Linked DNA regions of Mus musculus: region 2 is linked to region 1. Evidence: chromatin contacts called from public Hi-C data. All regions are on one chromosome and are shown on one strand. Each heading gives the region's core, a stretch centred on a gene start, on an enhancer-like site or on the middle of the called end of the contact. The rest is flanking DNA. Distances are from core to core; before and after follow the strand shown. Region 1 has its middle 150 kb from the start of Gm31892. Region 2 holds the start of A330008L17Rik (RIKEN cDNA A330008L17 gene).

The links. Hi-C and Micro-C count contacts between places; a contact is called where the count stands out from the background.
Region 2: a contact with region 1 is called in a Hi-C map of cerebral cortex, with 8 times the contacts expected there. The contact joins the promoter of A330008L17Rik here to the enhancer-like site in region 1. A contact is called at or near these places in 5 of 39 promoter capture datasets (cranial neural crest, frontonasal cranial neural crest, hippocampal neurons and 2 more) and 9 of 484 Hi-C or Micro-C datasets (cerebellum, cerebral cortex, cortical neurons and 2 more).

What each region holds. Positions count from the first base shown.
Region 1 is chr8:96,149,044-96,156,153 of GRCm38.p6, reverse strand. No RefSeq gene overlaps it. Among named protein-coding and RNA genes, the nearest start is that of Gm31892, 150 kb to the right of the region's middle. Within about 2 kb of position 3,808, at least 18 of the 459 cell types and tissues checked have an H3K27ac peak or open chromatin away from gene starts, as enhancers often do. A contact at or near this core is called in cerebral cortex and hippocampal neurons, where this site is marked.
Region 2 is chr8:99,413,230-99,420,339 of GRCm38.p6, reverse strand. A330008L17Rik (RIKEN cDNA A330008L17 gene) reads right to left here and starts at 3,666. Exons shown (of 5, transcript NR_132435.1): 1 at 3,563-3,666. Cdh8 (cadherin 8) reads left to right here and starts at 3,869. Exons shown (of 12, transcript NM_007667.3): 1 at 3,869-4,258.

The sequences.
Region 1 (7,110 bases), core at 2,559-5,058:
CAGTCATCATCATCCCTTGTATGTCTAAAATTGAAGCCACAAAATTTGATGCAGAGAGATTCCAAGGGCATCTGCGTGCAAAGATCCATCCAATTATAAATCCATGTCAAGGTCCATGCGTGTGCGCATGCATGTATGCTAGCGTGTTTGTAGTGTTGAAGGGAGGACATGAGTCACTGGAAAGTATGTATGTTAATAGAGCAGAGGGCCTGTGAGAGAAAGGTGTTACTTCTTACATTTTCCAGGAATGTTCACTCAAAGATGTTTAGGGAAAGTTCAAATTTTTTTTCCAAATTCTCAAAGTATCTTTATATTAAATATGGCTAATTGTATTTATTGCAAACATGGTTTAACAGTAATCCTCATATTATGTTTACAGAACATTAGGAAAAAAACATCATTTGAAGGAAATGCTTTTTTGCTTTTTATTTTAATTAATTTACTTTTTTACACTCCATATTATATCCCCCTACCCCAATCCACCCTCCAACTGTTCCACATGCCACACCTCCTCCCCACTCCCCTACCTCCACGTGGATGTCCCCATCCCCCACCCCACCTGACCTCCAAACTCCCTGGGGCCTCCAGTCTCTTGAGGGTTATGTGCATCATCTCTGAATGAACACAGACATGGCAGTCATCTACTGTATGTGTGTTAGGGGCCTCATATCAGCTTGTGTATGCTGTCTGTTTGGTGGTCCAGTGTATGAGAGATCTCAGGGGTCCAGATTAATTGAGGCTGCTGGTCCTCCTACAGGGTTGCCCTTCTCCTTGGTGTCTTTCAACCTTCCTTAATTCAACAACAGGGTTCAGCTGCTTCTGCCCATTGGTTGGGTGCAAATATTGCAGGGAAAGTTCAACTTTTAAAGATAATAATCTCCGTTTTAGACTTCACACAAAAACCTAACCATTAAGGTAAGAAATCGCAGATCAAAGGTAATCATCATAACCTAGAGAGCAGAGAAAAGTTATTTTTTTTCTCAGGTAAGATGCAAGAAACTTACTACCAGCGTGTTGTTATCAGACGCCTGCTCATTTCCATCACAGAGAGGAAGTGCAAGGCATCAGCCTTCCACAATATTTGGGTGCAATGTTATTTTCTCTGTCCCCAGAGCCAACACTTCCGTAATTATTTGATATATAAAAAAAAATTATCAAAAGCATTGGTGCACATCAGTGAGAACTTTCAACCACCTTGAAAATGACTTTTAGAATATTTCATTAGCAGACTGTCTCTCAGAGCCTGAGTTGACATTCATGTTTCTTCATACCAGTCTTTCATCCATAAAACCCTTTGTTCTCCTGAACAGTTTCCAGACAATGTAGGCAATCACAAAAAAAGCATCCACCCCAGCATTTGATCAGCCTTATTCAAATCTCATCTATTAATACTTTTGTGAGATCTTTCTAAGAATTTTATTTCCTTTCTTTCAATACCATCATATTATTTCTTTTTTAAAAAAAATGCTAAATTTAATGAAATGGAAGCCTGATATTTTGTAGGAAATAAGCACAGCTCGTGGGGAAAAAAATCCATCCACTATTATCACTTTCGATAAAGTATATGAGAAAGTAACCATTGTGTTGGGTTTGAAGATTTAATTTTAAATACATAAGATTGAATGTCTAGCCCTCAGAATATTATGGGAGGCAGCCTTTACTTAAACAGCATCTCCCACACACCCAAAAGTAACATATTCAAAATAAAATAATTTGAGTAGCCAAAAACATAAGTATGAATGTTTTAATAAAAAGCAAAGCATTAAATGAGCTGGTTAGGATTACAAAGTCTTCCTAGACCCCTTACAACATGAAGGATCGCTGTGATTAATATCTGCAAAATCAAGAATCATACCACTTCAGCTCTTCCAGGAGTTATGCAAAAACGGATACTTTAGTCAATCTACTGTAAGCATGACACTAGAGCTGCTCCTAAAGAACTGAACTGTTGCTGAGTCTTGGCATGGGAGAGGCCATATTTTATGAAGCACGCATACTCCAGAAGCAGGAAAAGCTGCTTTTGATTCACAGCTATGCCTACTAACCCGATTTTAGTCATTTAAATGATTTGGAAAAAGAGTGCATTCGTTACTTATCCTATCGATGTAATAAATGCCCTGACAAAAACAAGTTAAGGGAGAAAGGGGCTATCTTGGGCTCACAGCCCAAGGGCACAGCCCACCCTAGCAGTGAAATCCTAGCACAGGGGCTGGAGGCATTGACTCTGCAGTCAGGACCCAAGCCCAAGGAATGGCGCCGCCCACCTTTAGGATTTGTCTTCCTACCACAATGAGCTTAATCTAGATGCTTCCTCTGCAGCAGTACCAAGGCTATCCTCATCTAGATAATCTCTCACAAGTGTGATCAGAGACTTTGTATCATAGTCAAGTCCAGAGCCTGTTAATAGGTTAATATTGACAATCAATATTAAGCATCACAGACAGTTAACACAAGCCAGGAAAATCAAGAAATACTAAGCTCAATTTGATTTAATAACTCTGAGGTGTTGTTGGGTTTTGGGGGTTTGTACCATATGCATACAGGTGCCCAAGAAGGCCAAAAGGGGTGTCAAATCCACTGGAATTACAAACAGTTTGTAAGATGCTAGCTGATATAGGTGCTGGGAACAGAACCCAGGTCAAAAGCAACAATGTTCTTAAGTGCTGAGTCAACTCTCCAGCCCTCTTTTATTTTAAATGGATTAATTTCTTCTCTATGTGCTTCTGTCTGTAGAGAGGGGAGTTGCAAAACCCACCCTGGACTTGCCAGGCCACATCTTTGAGATTCTAATTTCACCTTCTTCTGAGAACCTTGAATTTCTAGGTTTACTGATTTGTCATCCAGATTAATTTACTAGTATGGGACTTCATATTTGTGTTTTGTTAGTAAACAAAAATTTATTTCAAGTAATATAATGTCACAGAGAGATAGACACTGTCAAAAAAATCAAAGGGTTGGAAAATAGTACTGAATGGAGCTGGAGAAACGGCCCAAGAGCTAGGAGCTTTGCAGCTCCTCCAGATGGCCCTGGTTTGATACTCAACACCTGCTTGGAGGCTCACACCGGGCTGTAACGCCAATATCACGGTATCTGGTGCCCTCTTCTGGCCATTATAAGTACTGCATGCATGCGGTGCACTGACATACAAGGGAGCCAAACATCCATGCGATGCAAAAATGAAATGAAAATAAATAAGGCTAAGAATATTTCTTAAACAAGAGAAATATATTTAGCATAATCATAAATTCAACAGAATGTTTTAATATCAAATTGGAGACAGAATACCCGCCCGTTTGTAATCCAGCACACGTGAGACAGGCAGAAGGATCACTGCAAGCTTGCTACAAGGTAGCACTGTCTCAGACACAAAAAAAGTAACATCGAGATGGAAATAAAATCAGTTCCTCACTGTCTCTCATTTTTGGCAGTTTCCCCAATGTTTGCTCCCACCATGAAGTGCTGCCTGCCCCAAAATGAGGAGCCTACCTACCCATCATAGCCTGAAACCTCCAAATGAGTGACTCAAAACAAGCTTGCTATCTTTGTAACTTACTCTCCCTGGTACTTATTGTAGGGATAGGAAGCTGGGTAAACACCAATTCCTGCTTTCACACGGGAAACATAGACACATGGGCGAACAGTCACAATTCCCAGTGTAGAAATTGTCTATGCGTTTCACGGACTATAGAGGAGAACCCACATTCTCTTACACGCTGGTCCTCATTTGTGCCTGTTACTTGGATCTATCTTTGTCATCCCCAGCACTCTGGAAAATTACATAGCGCTCTTAGGAAATCAGGAAACTATTCTGAGCCTGTGGTTTTCTATAGCTCACCATGGAACCGTGAAGGGCAGCTGCCAGCTTGACTCATACATACCACCCAAAATGTACTCCCAGACACTCCTCCAGACTCTCTGTTTCACGGTAGCCCCCACCTAGCCTTGTTTCACTTTCTGCAACCCACCCTCAAAGTCACTGCTGCCTCGGAAGCTGTCCGGTGATCTTTCGTGGTAATCTCCAGCAGCCAATTGGGTTTGGCAGTCTCTGTGCTCACCCTCTTCCGACCCACTCCCGAGTCTCCTCCAAGATGCCCCGTTTGTAGATCCCAATCTAAACGAATCATATCAGCTTACTACCTTGTTTCCAACTGGGGTTAGTCAAAGCAGAGCAGAGTCCTTTCATGCAAAGAGAGAGCTTTTCATTGAGGAAAAAATATAGAACGAAATCCTGTCATTTTTCTGTCTATGCCCTGGATGAGTCTAAAGGACATTAAGTGAAATAAACAGGTGCAGAAAAATAGTTGCCATACTGATATACGCAAAGGGAGATAGTTCATCTCAGAGGATGGTGGCTACAGAGACTGGGGAGGAAAGGGCAGGGCGAGGTGGAGAGGGATGGTTAACAGGTACGGGGTTGGAGAAGCTACTAATGTGTGGCAACACAGCAGGGTAACTCTAGTTAATAATTACTAGCTAAGATTTTTAAATAACAGGTGTTTGAGGTAAGGATTTGTCAGTTTCCCTGATATGATCCTTATGCATCATAAGCATGCATTGAAATATCACACTATACCTCAAATGCATGTACAGTTACTGTGCCGATTGAAAATTTAGATTTTAAAAATAGAGTCCCTCAGCTGGTCTCCACAAAGCTTCCTCGTGCTGCGTTCTGTAACTGCTCCTCTTCCAACTCTTGCCACTGGTAGCCAGCCTCATCGCCACCCTCCTCTATCCGAGGCTTTTAAAAAGCACCGTGTCGTGGAGTCCCCTCGGCCTGCCTACACTTTGGCTAAGTCTCTTTATTCAGTAAGACTCCTCACCTCAAACCACCCCCATTTGAGGTGGCAATCTGTTTCCTGCCAGCAGCCTGCCAAGCTGGAGTCCTTATCGGATTTGCTTGCTCGCCAACATTTGATACCAGCGTCGGCCGCCTTCTTATCTCTAGCGACCTGCTTCGTCTCCCTAATGAGTCTGCCTCAGAGTGGTCAGGAAAAGATGACAACACGAGTCTTCAAGTGGCCTCCCTCAGAAACTCGTGATCAGAGTAAAAAACGTGTGCTTTCCCCTACACAATACCTGAGTGCCGCCCACACACGGTCTGAGTGGACTTGTGCGATCTCCCACACGCTGATGAGCGTCACTGGTAAGTACTCTCCACTCTGAGATTCTCTGTAGAGAACCCGCACATCTTCAGCACCTCAGTCTTCTCAACTCAACACAGGGCCTTGGCTGCCCGTCGGCTTTCTTCTCCCATACAGTGTCCAGCATGCTCTCTCAAAGCAGTAAACACGGGCCACCAAAGGATTGATTTGTTTCCTGTCTCTCTTTTTATTTCTTTTTTTTATTATTAGATGTTTTCCTTATTTAAATTTCAAACGTTATCTCCTTTCCTGGTTTCCCTTCCGAAACCCCCTATCTCATCCCGCCCCCCCATCCCTGCTCACCAACCCACCCATTCCCGATTCCCTGTCCTGGCATTCCCCAACACTGGACATGGAGCCTTCTCAGGACCAAGGGCCTCTCCTCCCATTGATGTCCAACAATGCTATCCTCTGCTACATATCCAACTGGAGCCATAGGTCCCTCCATGTGTACTCTTTGGTTGGTGGTATAGTCCCTGGAAACTCTGGGGGTACTGGTTAGTTCATATTGTTCCTCCTTTGGGGCTGCAAACCCCTTCAGCTCCTTGGGTCCTTTCTCTAGCTCTTCCATTGGGGACCCTTTGTTCAGTCCATTGGTTGACTATGAGCATCTCCCTCTGTATTTGTCAGGCATGGGCAGAGCCTCTCAGGAGACAGCTATATCAGGCTTCTGTCACCAAGCTTTTGTTGGCATCCACAATAGTGTCTGGGTTTGTTACTGTATGTGGGATGGATCCCCAGCTGGGGCAGTCTCTTGATGGTCTGTGCTTCAGTCTCTGCTCCAAACTCTATCTCTGTATCTCCTCGCATAAATATTTTGTTCCTCCTTCTAAGAAGGAACTTCCTTCTTCTTGGGCTTCATTTGGTCTGTGAATTGTATCTTGGGAATTCTGGGTTCTGAGCTAATACCCACTTATCAGTGAATGCATATCATGTGTGTTCTTTTGGAATTGGGTTACCTCACTCAGGATGATATTTTCTACTCCCATCCATTTGCCTATGAATTTCATGAATTCATTGTTTTTAGTAGCTGTGTAGTATTCCATTGTATAAATGTACCATTTCTCTGTTGAGGGACATTTCTCTGTTGGGTTCTTTCCAGCTTCTTGCTATTATAAATAAGGCTGCTATGAACACAGTAGAGCATATACCCTTGTTATATGTTGGAGCATCTTTTGGGTATATGCTCAGGAGTGGTTTAGCTGGGTCCTCCAGTAGTACTATGTCCAATTTTCTGAGGAACCACCAAACTGATTTCCAGAGTTGTATCAGCATGCAATCCCACCACCAGTGGAGGAGTGTTCCTCTTCCTCCACATCCTTGCCAGCATCTGCTGTCACATGAGTTCTTGATCTTAATCATTCTGACTGGAGTGAGGTGGAATCTCAGGGTTGTTTTGATTTGCATTTTCCTGATGACTAAGGATGTTGAACATTTCTTTAGGTGCTTCTCAGCCATTCCTTTGTTGAGAATTCTTTGTTTAGCTCTGTACCCCATTTTTAATAGGGTTATTTGGTTCTCTGGAGTCTAACTTCTTGGGTTCTTTGTATGTATTGGATATTAGCCCTCTAGTGGGCTAATATAGTGCTGGTAAAGATCTTTTCCCAATCTGTCCGCTGCCTTTTTGTCCTATTGACAGTGTCCTTTGCCTTACAGAAGCTTTGTAATTGTATGAGGTCCCATTTGTCAATTCTTGATCTTAAAGCATAAGCTGTTCGTGTTCTGTTCAGGAAATTTTCCCCTGTGCCCATGTGCTTGAGGCTCTTCCCCACTTTCTTTTTTGTTTGTTTGTTTGTTTGTTTGTTTGTTTGGTTTGTTTTGTTTTTTGAGACAGGGTTTTTCTGTAAAGCCCTGGCTGTCCTGGAACTCACATTGGAGACCAGGCTAGCCTCGAACTCAGAAATCAGCCTACCTCTGCCTCTGCCTCTGCCTCTGCCTCTGCCTCTGCCTCTGCCTCTGCCTCTGCCT
Region 2 (7,110 bases), core at 2,417-4,916, 3.3 Mb before region 1:
ACATCACCTAGATTCTAGAATGCACAATTCCATTTCTGACAAATCTTCAGAAAGTGCTTGAGGCAGAACCCATCGAAGGCCCTCCGGCCGAGTACCTTTGTCTTGGGGAAATCCCCATAATTGCTCCGTGATTTGGTTTGGGCACCGTCATATCCTTTAATGATTTTATTAAGGGGTTGGTTTAAAACAATCTCATATAATTTTTTTAAAGCTATCCTGCTTAATTAAATATTTATTAACTTTTCGGAAAGGCTCTTTTGTTCTTAAGACCTCCTCAATACGGTACTTTAAGATAAAGATTGAGAGGTTAGGCAGATGACTCAGTGATCAAGAGCACCTACGGCTGTTTCACAGGACCACAGTTCTATTCGCAGTATCTACTCAAGAAGCTCACAGTCACCTGTAGCAGTTCTTGGACATCTGATGCCCTCTCCTGGCCTCTGCAGGCATCTGCACACACAGTTAGATACATATACAGATAAATGAATATAAATCAACAAACCTTCTTAAAAGAGGTTTAATTTTCTTTTCTCCAGTCTTCTTTGCCCCACCTCTGGGTCTCTGTTAGGGATTGAACAGTTAGCTTACTGAACAGTAGACAATCACTCTCCACTGAGCTCTAATGCCATCTCCAAAGTGATATTTGATTGTGTCATTGTTCCAACATATCCTTTGCCCTCCCAGGATGAGCACTGTTCTAAAATTGTTCATTCTTAGGAAATTTGCAGAGAAGACTGTGTGTATTTCACACTGTATTTGTTTGGGCTGCTTCAGATCGTAGATACTAATTTTTTTTAATTTTTTTTTTTTACTGAAAGTGGTAACATTATAGGCTGATATCCCAATGTAAAAACCCTTCATTCACAGACTCTGCCCTCCACAGTTTTGAACCTGGTAGAATCAGAGAGAAACCTTCGAGTTCATTAGTTCACCAAAGACTAAAATAGGAGAAAACCAACCAAGCAAGCAAACTTCACTGTCATTATATCATAGTAAACATCTGCTTTTGTTTTTTGATTACTTTAGTTTAGTTATAAATGTGTGCTGAAGGGGGAACAGAGGGTAGAAGGGTGCATCTTAATTCAGCCAATAGTAGATATGCTGCCATTCCCTGTTCAAATGGAGAAAGTATAGTTATCTCTCCCCTTATTCTATGTTCCCCTTCCTTATAAGCATACTAACTGGTGGCTTTGATTAAACTTTTAAATAACTAGCCACTTCTTTGTATTGTCTCCATTAAACAAAGTTTCAGTTCATAGTGAAAACCAACAAGCATCACTTCTTGAAGCCTATCTTCATCTTACCCACTCTTCATCCCAGTGAACTCAACTGCCTATCTGGCAGTCTCTGGAGTCAGATAGGATCATCCGGCCTTCTCCAACTTTTCCCACCACTGATAAGTTTCCATTTTGTCTGTGGATGTGATTGTGCCCTACGATTATACTCTGGTCCCATCAAAGCTTTCCTCACTAATCCTTCCTAATGAAGTTCCACCAGGCAAGCAATTTGGGTCACCATTAGAAAAAGCTGGTGTAGTACCATCTTCCTCCTGGGGAACTTGTGTGACTCCAGAGAGTATGCTGAAAAGAAAACACCTTCTTGAGGAAGTACAGTCTCACCACCAAGACATTGCACTGCATTCTATTAAGTGTGGGTGGAATTGTGAAAGAGACAAATGCCTTTGCCTTTCAGCATCCCTGATTATTTTAGAAATATCCTGATAGGGCTTTTAACATTATCTTAATCCTCTTTCACACTTCTTAATCACCCAGACCTCCCTTAAGAAACTGTCAGGAAAGTCCAACTGCAGAGCTTCACATAGAGATTAGGGATGTGGATAGGGTCACCTTAAATTTCAGGGGTCCAAGAGTTAGTGAAGATAACATGCTTTGATATTGCAAGAGTAAACATGCTTCAATGACTGAAACAAATTTATAACTGAACTTGGTGACATTGGATTCTGAATCCCTTCGGCTTGTCAGCTGAGTTTTACTTTTTAGGAAAATTAGATCAGAGGATATCCTCTCTCCGGCAGTCTTTTCTTTTGAGATGACTTTGTTACTTGTGACAATCCGCAGCCTTCAGGAACATATGACCTTTTTTTCCTTCTCCTAGATGTAAGAAAGTACCCCAAGGAAAGGCTCAGACCATTTGTTCAAAGTGAAAATGAATGTCTGAAAATTAAGCACAACCGAAGGTGTGATCTATTTCTTTGTCCACTTGGGACTGTCTAGTCTAACGGCAGTTATAATTTGATTGAGTTTGACTGCTGTTCTTTTCTAAGACAGAATTAGCCAAAGCCAGAATGCCTCCTCATAAGCGAACACAGCCTTTGAATAGAGAACAAACAGCAACTGCTGGAGGGGTAAAATACCCCTTGTCCCCCACCCAAATAATTTACCAAGTTTCTTTCTTTAGTGTCCCCCACCCAAATAATTTACCAAGTTTCTTTCTTTAGTGTCCCCCACCCAAATAATTTACCAAGTTTCTTTCTTTAGGGTAACGAGAATGTGAATCAAACAGATAATAACCTGATAGCCAATGTCTTCAACTTTTTACCGTGAGAGGTTAGGTACAGCATCAAAAAGCCAAATTTGCATAAGTATTATAAGCATATTGTGCCTATTTTTCCATTCTGCTCACTGCGTCTCATTAATTCGAGTCAGACAGTACAGGCTCCACAGCCCGTGCGTCTGCTCCTCTGCACCCCTTCTGCTGCAGCTCTGTCCCCAGATGGTCAAAAACCCATCTTCAGAGCTCACGTCTAGTCTAGTGAGTCAGAAAACAGATAAACCCCTGTCTTCCATGGAAGAGAGTTTTGAAGAAAGGTAAGGGATGTTTAATTTGTCATGTATTTCACAGTGTTTAAATGACAAACAGAGATCGATGCCGCTGAATATTTCCACGTGTTAGTCTTGATGGCCACAAGAAAAGAGACCTGGGTCTATGGGTCTGTGGCCCCTATATGCATTGGCTTATACTTGGGTGCGGATTTTGATTTGTTTTGTTTAAAAAAAAAACAAAACAACTGAGTGCTTACGAAATTCTATCATTAGACTGGGCAATCCAAGGGTAGGGCATCACTTGGTAGAAAAAGGGGAGATGCAAGGACAGTACTCTCCCCCTGAGGGGGGAGGGAGGGCAGCATGTCAGAGCCACTCTGACACAGCTTTCCAGACCCTCTCTTTATGGCCACAGCAAGTTCTACCCTTTTCCTGCCCATTCACTTCTCTGCAAATCTCTCTTGACTGCCTCTACTGTCCCTTATCTCCCCCCTCCGTCCCTTCCCCCCCCCCCCCGCCTCCCAAAGGAGTAGCAACCCTAGGGCATTAGGACTGATCGACCCACCCCCATGAAACCAGTAGTTTTATCAGGCAGTGGTCTTGCAAACATGCAATTCCTTATGCAAGACGTCTTCAGAATGAGGGAAAAGGTGAATGGTCCACGCGCTGCCGCATCCTCGCCCTCCACAGAAACCAGCTTTGGGCGTCTGAGATGCTTTTCAAGATAATGTTAGCCTTGGGGCTCAGGTGAGACCTAGAGAGAGAAAGCTGGAGGGTACCTCCTGCGCATCCTTTTCTGATCTGCCAGCAGTCTTTATCCAAGAGCTTGGCGGCGCGGCGGGCTGCGCGCAAAGCTTGGAAGGGCTCATCTTCACCCGGTGACTCCGGCGGCGGAGGCGCGCTGGGCGTGCTCGTGAGCGACCAGCGAAAAGTTGTGCGCACTCTTGGTAGGAGGAAAGGGAGTGGAAACCAAGCGCGGGAGAGCGCAGGGGCAAGGCAGGGAGGGGGCGGGGTGGGGGACTGCTTACATGAATTTCCAAGTGGTAGACCTGCCTCTGAGCTCTGCCCAATGAGATCCGTCAGGGGAGGCACCCGGCTCACTTTTCCACATCACTTCACAGTTACATTTGGCAGGCAGGCGGGCTCGCAAGCCGGAGCGCTCGGCCCAGAATTAGTGGATGGATTTGGAATCTCCCTACCTCCTCCAAGCTCCGCCACTGTCACTTTGGGCATAGACCTGAGCGTCAACACCGGAGCTGTACTTTTAGGCTGTGGACGCAGAGCCCAGCGCGCCGGCTTCGCATCCCCGCACCAGGCTCCACAGCTCTGAGAGGCATGAACGCGACCCGGAGGAGATTACCCTGCGCGCGGGGATTCGTGGACATTAGCTGTTCTCGGGAACTGACCCTCAGCTCCTCCAGCCATTTATGAACCCAGAGTCTTGAGGCTTTTCCGCATCCCGGAGCCCGACCTGAGTAAGTACTATCCCCTATCCGCGTACGCCTCCGGGCGGGGAAGAGCCGAGGGGATTGCTTCCTTTAGGAATTCCCACGCGCCCTCACTCACCATACGCACCTGGGGGATGGAGGAACGCTAGCACTGATAACCCTCCGAGCCGCATCTCCTTTCGTTGCTTCTGTAGCTGATGGGGTTGCCTTCTACCTAACCTGTTTTGCAAACTGCTCTCGGAGCCCCATTTTGCCCACCTCCAGTTCCCGCGCCACCCGTTCCTTCTTTGCAGTCGCTTGTCGGTTTCACCCTGGAGACGCAGGCAGGCGCTGCTGCAGCGGTGCGCCTTCACTGCGGGGTCGGTGCGGTGAAAGGGAAATACTCGCCTCCTGCCCAGAGGAGGCAGCGAGCTCGAGAGGAAAGCGCGTTGAGAGGCTAGAGGAGCAGGTTCCTTGTTTTCCGCATGTCCCCACCTCTTAGTCGTGGGAGGGCGACCTCCTCGGTTGGGCCGAGGGCTACCGCTCTGCTGCGAAAGCCCCAGCGCCAGGATTTTCCACAAGTGTCTGTTCCAGCCCGGGGGCGCGGTGCCAGCTGCAAACTTGCGGAGCTCCGGGGCCACCTAGCCACTCTGTAGTCATCAAGATGCTGCTCTGCACTGGCTTAGGACCCACAGACAGACCAGTCAGTAGCAGCGAGCCCGCATCCACAGCCCTCCCAAGCACCCAATGACTTCTCCCTATCCCAGAGCCCACAGTGCATAAAGATTCGCAGTGATCTCCGTGCTTAGCTTTAGCCAACCCTGGGGGTCCAGCCGCGCCCCTGCCAGACAGCAGGCGAAAGGGACTCCTGGCTATGTTCCGCCAGCGTGGTAACAGGTTCATAAGAGACCTACCCTGGTTTCCTAAGGCTCTAGCCAAGCCTGGTAAACCGGGTAAACGTGATGCCTCCGATGCTGATACCAACAGGTATCCAACAATTCCTCCGATTTTTTTCCTTCTTCCTAAGACTAAAACCTCACCTTGCCCAATGCTGTAAAATTCTCAAAGTTTTGTGGTGGTGGCCCCTTGCCTGAAGGCATACAATTTGAGACACGACAGTGACTAGCCTGTTAGCCTCCTGAGCGGAGATGGCAGCTGTTAGCTTGGATGGCTAAACGTAAGAAATCAAACAACATTAATTGTTTATTGTCGTAAACGCACAACATTAGTCTGTAATGGAAAATCAGGCTGGCAGCTGCTCACTTCATCTCCAATTAAAGGGCAGAGCTTATAACCAAGCAACTGGGAGGGAGAAGGGGCCTTTTCAACTTTGCCATGGTTTCTGAAGATTGCAAGCAGTTTCCTCTTTAGGGGGCACGGTCCCAACAATCCCTTTGCGCCACGCAGCTGCTAACCAGATTAGCAGCTATTTTTTTGCTCTGTATTTCAAAGAATGAGAAGAACTCTGATAGTATGCAAGAGCGGTATCCTCTCACATCAGGGACCAGCGCCAGGCAGATAGAGAAACTGGGGTTGCCTGGGACCGTTTCAACATTCCTCTCCTCTTTTGTAACACTTTGACAGCCATCTGGATGCTTAAAAGCCCTCGCTAGACTGTCACCTCTACCTTCATTATTTGAGCATTTCAACTGGAAAACTATATGCGCGAAAGAGATATTTATGTAAGATTTGAAAGTGGGATTTTCCATCCATTCAGTCTCGCTGCTGTACTTCACTGCATGCAAAATGAGCCTTGTCGTTTCTGCTAAACACCACTGAAATTTCTCCCTGGCTACATACAGCCTTTCATCTGCCTGTGTCCGGTTTTGCAGAGCTTTAGTCTGTAATGTGTGTGAGTGTGGGTGGATGTGTAGGGTGTGTGTATGTGTGTGTGTGTGCTCGTGCATGTGCGTGTGTGTGTGTGTGTGTGTGTGTGTGTGTGTGTGTGTGTGTTTCTTCTACTGGGAAGACTTGCACCTTTGAAGGTTCCTTTCTGAGCCATACATTTTTCCCATCAAAGAGAGCTCTTCATAATCGCGCTGTGCAAATAGGTTTACCCACTTCCCTCTATGGCTGAAATTCTATGACTAACCCCCTCATTAAATAATAAAAGAGATAGCAGCATTCTTTAAGTCAGCTTTAGCAGATTGAAAACTCCTTGTGACACAGTCATTTTCTGCTGCAAGAGTCGTACAGGACCTTTGAATCTTTGATATATACATTTCTCTCTTTCTTCATTTTTCTTCCCCTCCCCCAATTCCCGGCCTCAGAAGAGGGTAAGGAGTTGAGAAAAATCCTGAAAAGAGAGGATCCATTCTGCCACTTCCAGGATGGCTTCATTCAGAATTGTTCCAGGCTGCCTAGACTTTTCATTCTGCTCCAAAGACTATGGCATGAGAGTAAAGTCAAGTGCTCACCATCACAAATTGGCTGAGATATTGGCTAAGAATTACTAAGACCTGTGGTATAATTCTGTCTATCAAACTTTTAACCCCAAGAATTTTTTAAAAATTCTAACTCTTACTGTTATTTAAAAAGTGATTCTGCATTATCATGTATTGTCTCTAAAATCCCTCCAGACTCCAAATGTTTAAATCGCTGCACTCTAAAATGTAGCATAGCACTTCATGACTTTGCTTCTGGTGTATAGGATGCATTTATTAATGTTCTGATGCAGTTTAGATCTGGCTAAAAGGCAGAACATTTTAGAGTAGCTCTTACCTCACCTTACTTGATGTATACGTTTCAACTGTTACAGGGGAGGTGCCTGTATCCTGGATTAAAGTGTTTTATAACAGAGCAGCAAAGACATCATTCATCTCCTGGAACTCCTCGGTGGAGCACTGAGCATCACATACAGAGACAGTTGGAACATAAACTATACCAAAACTCCCCAAAGA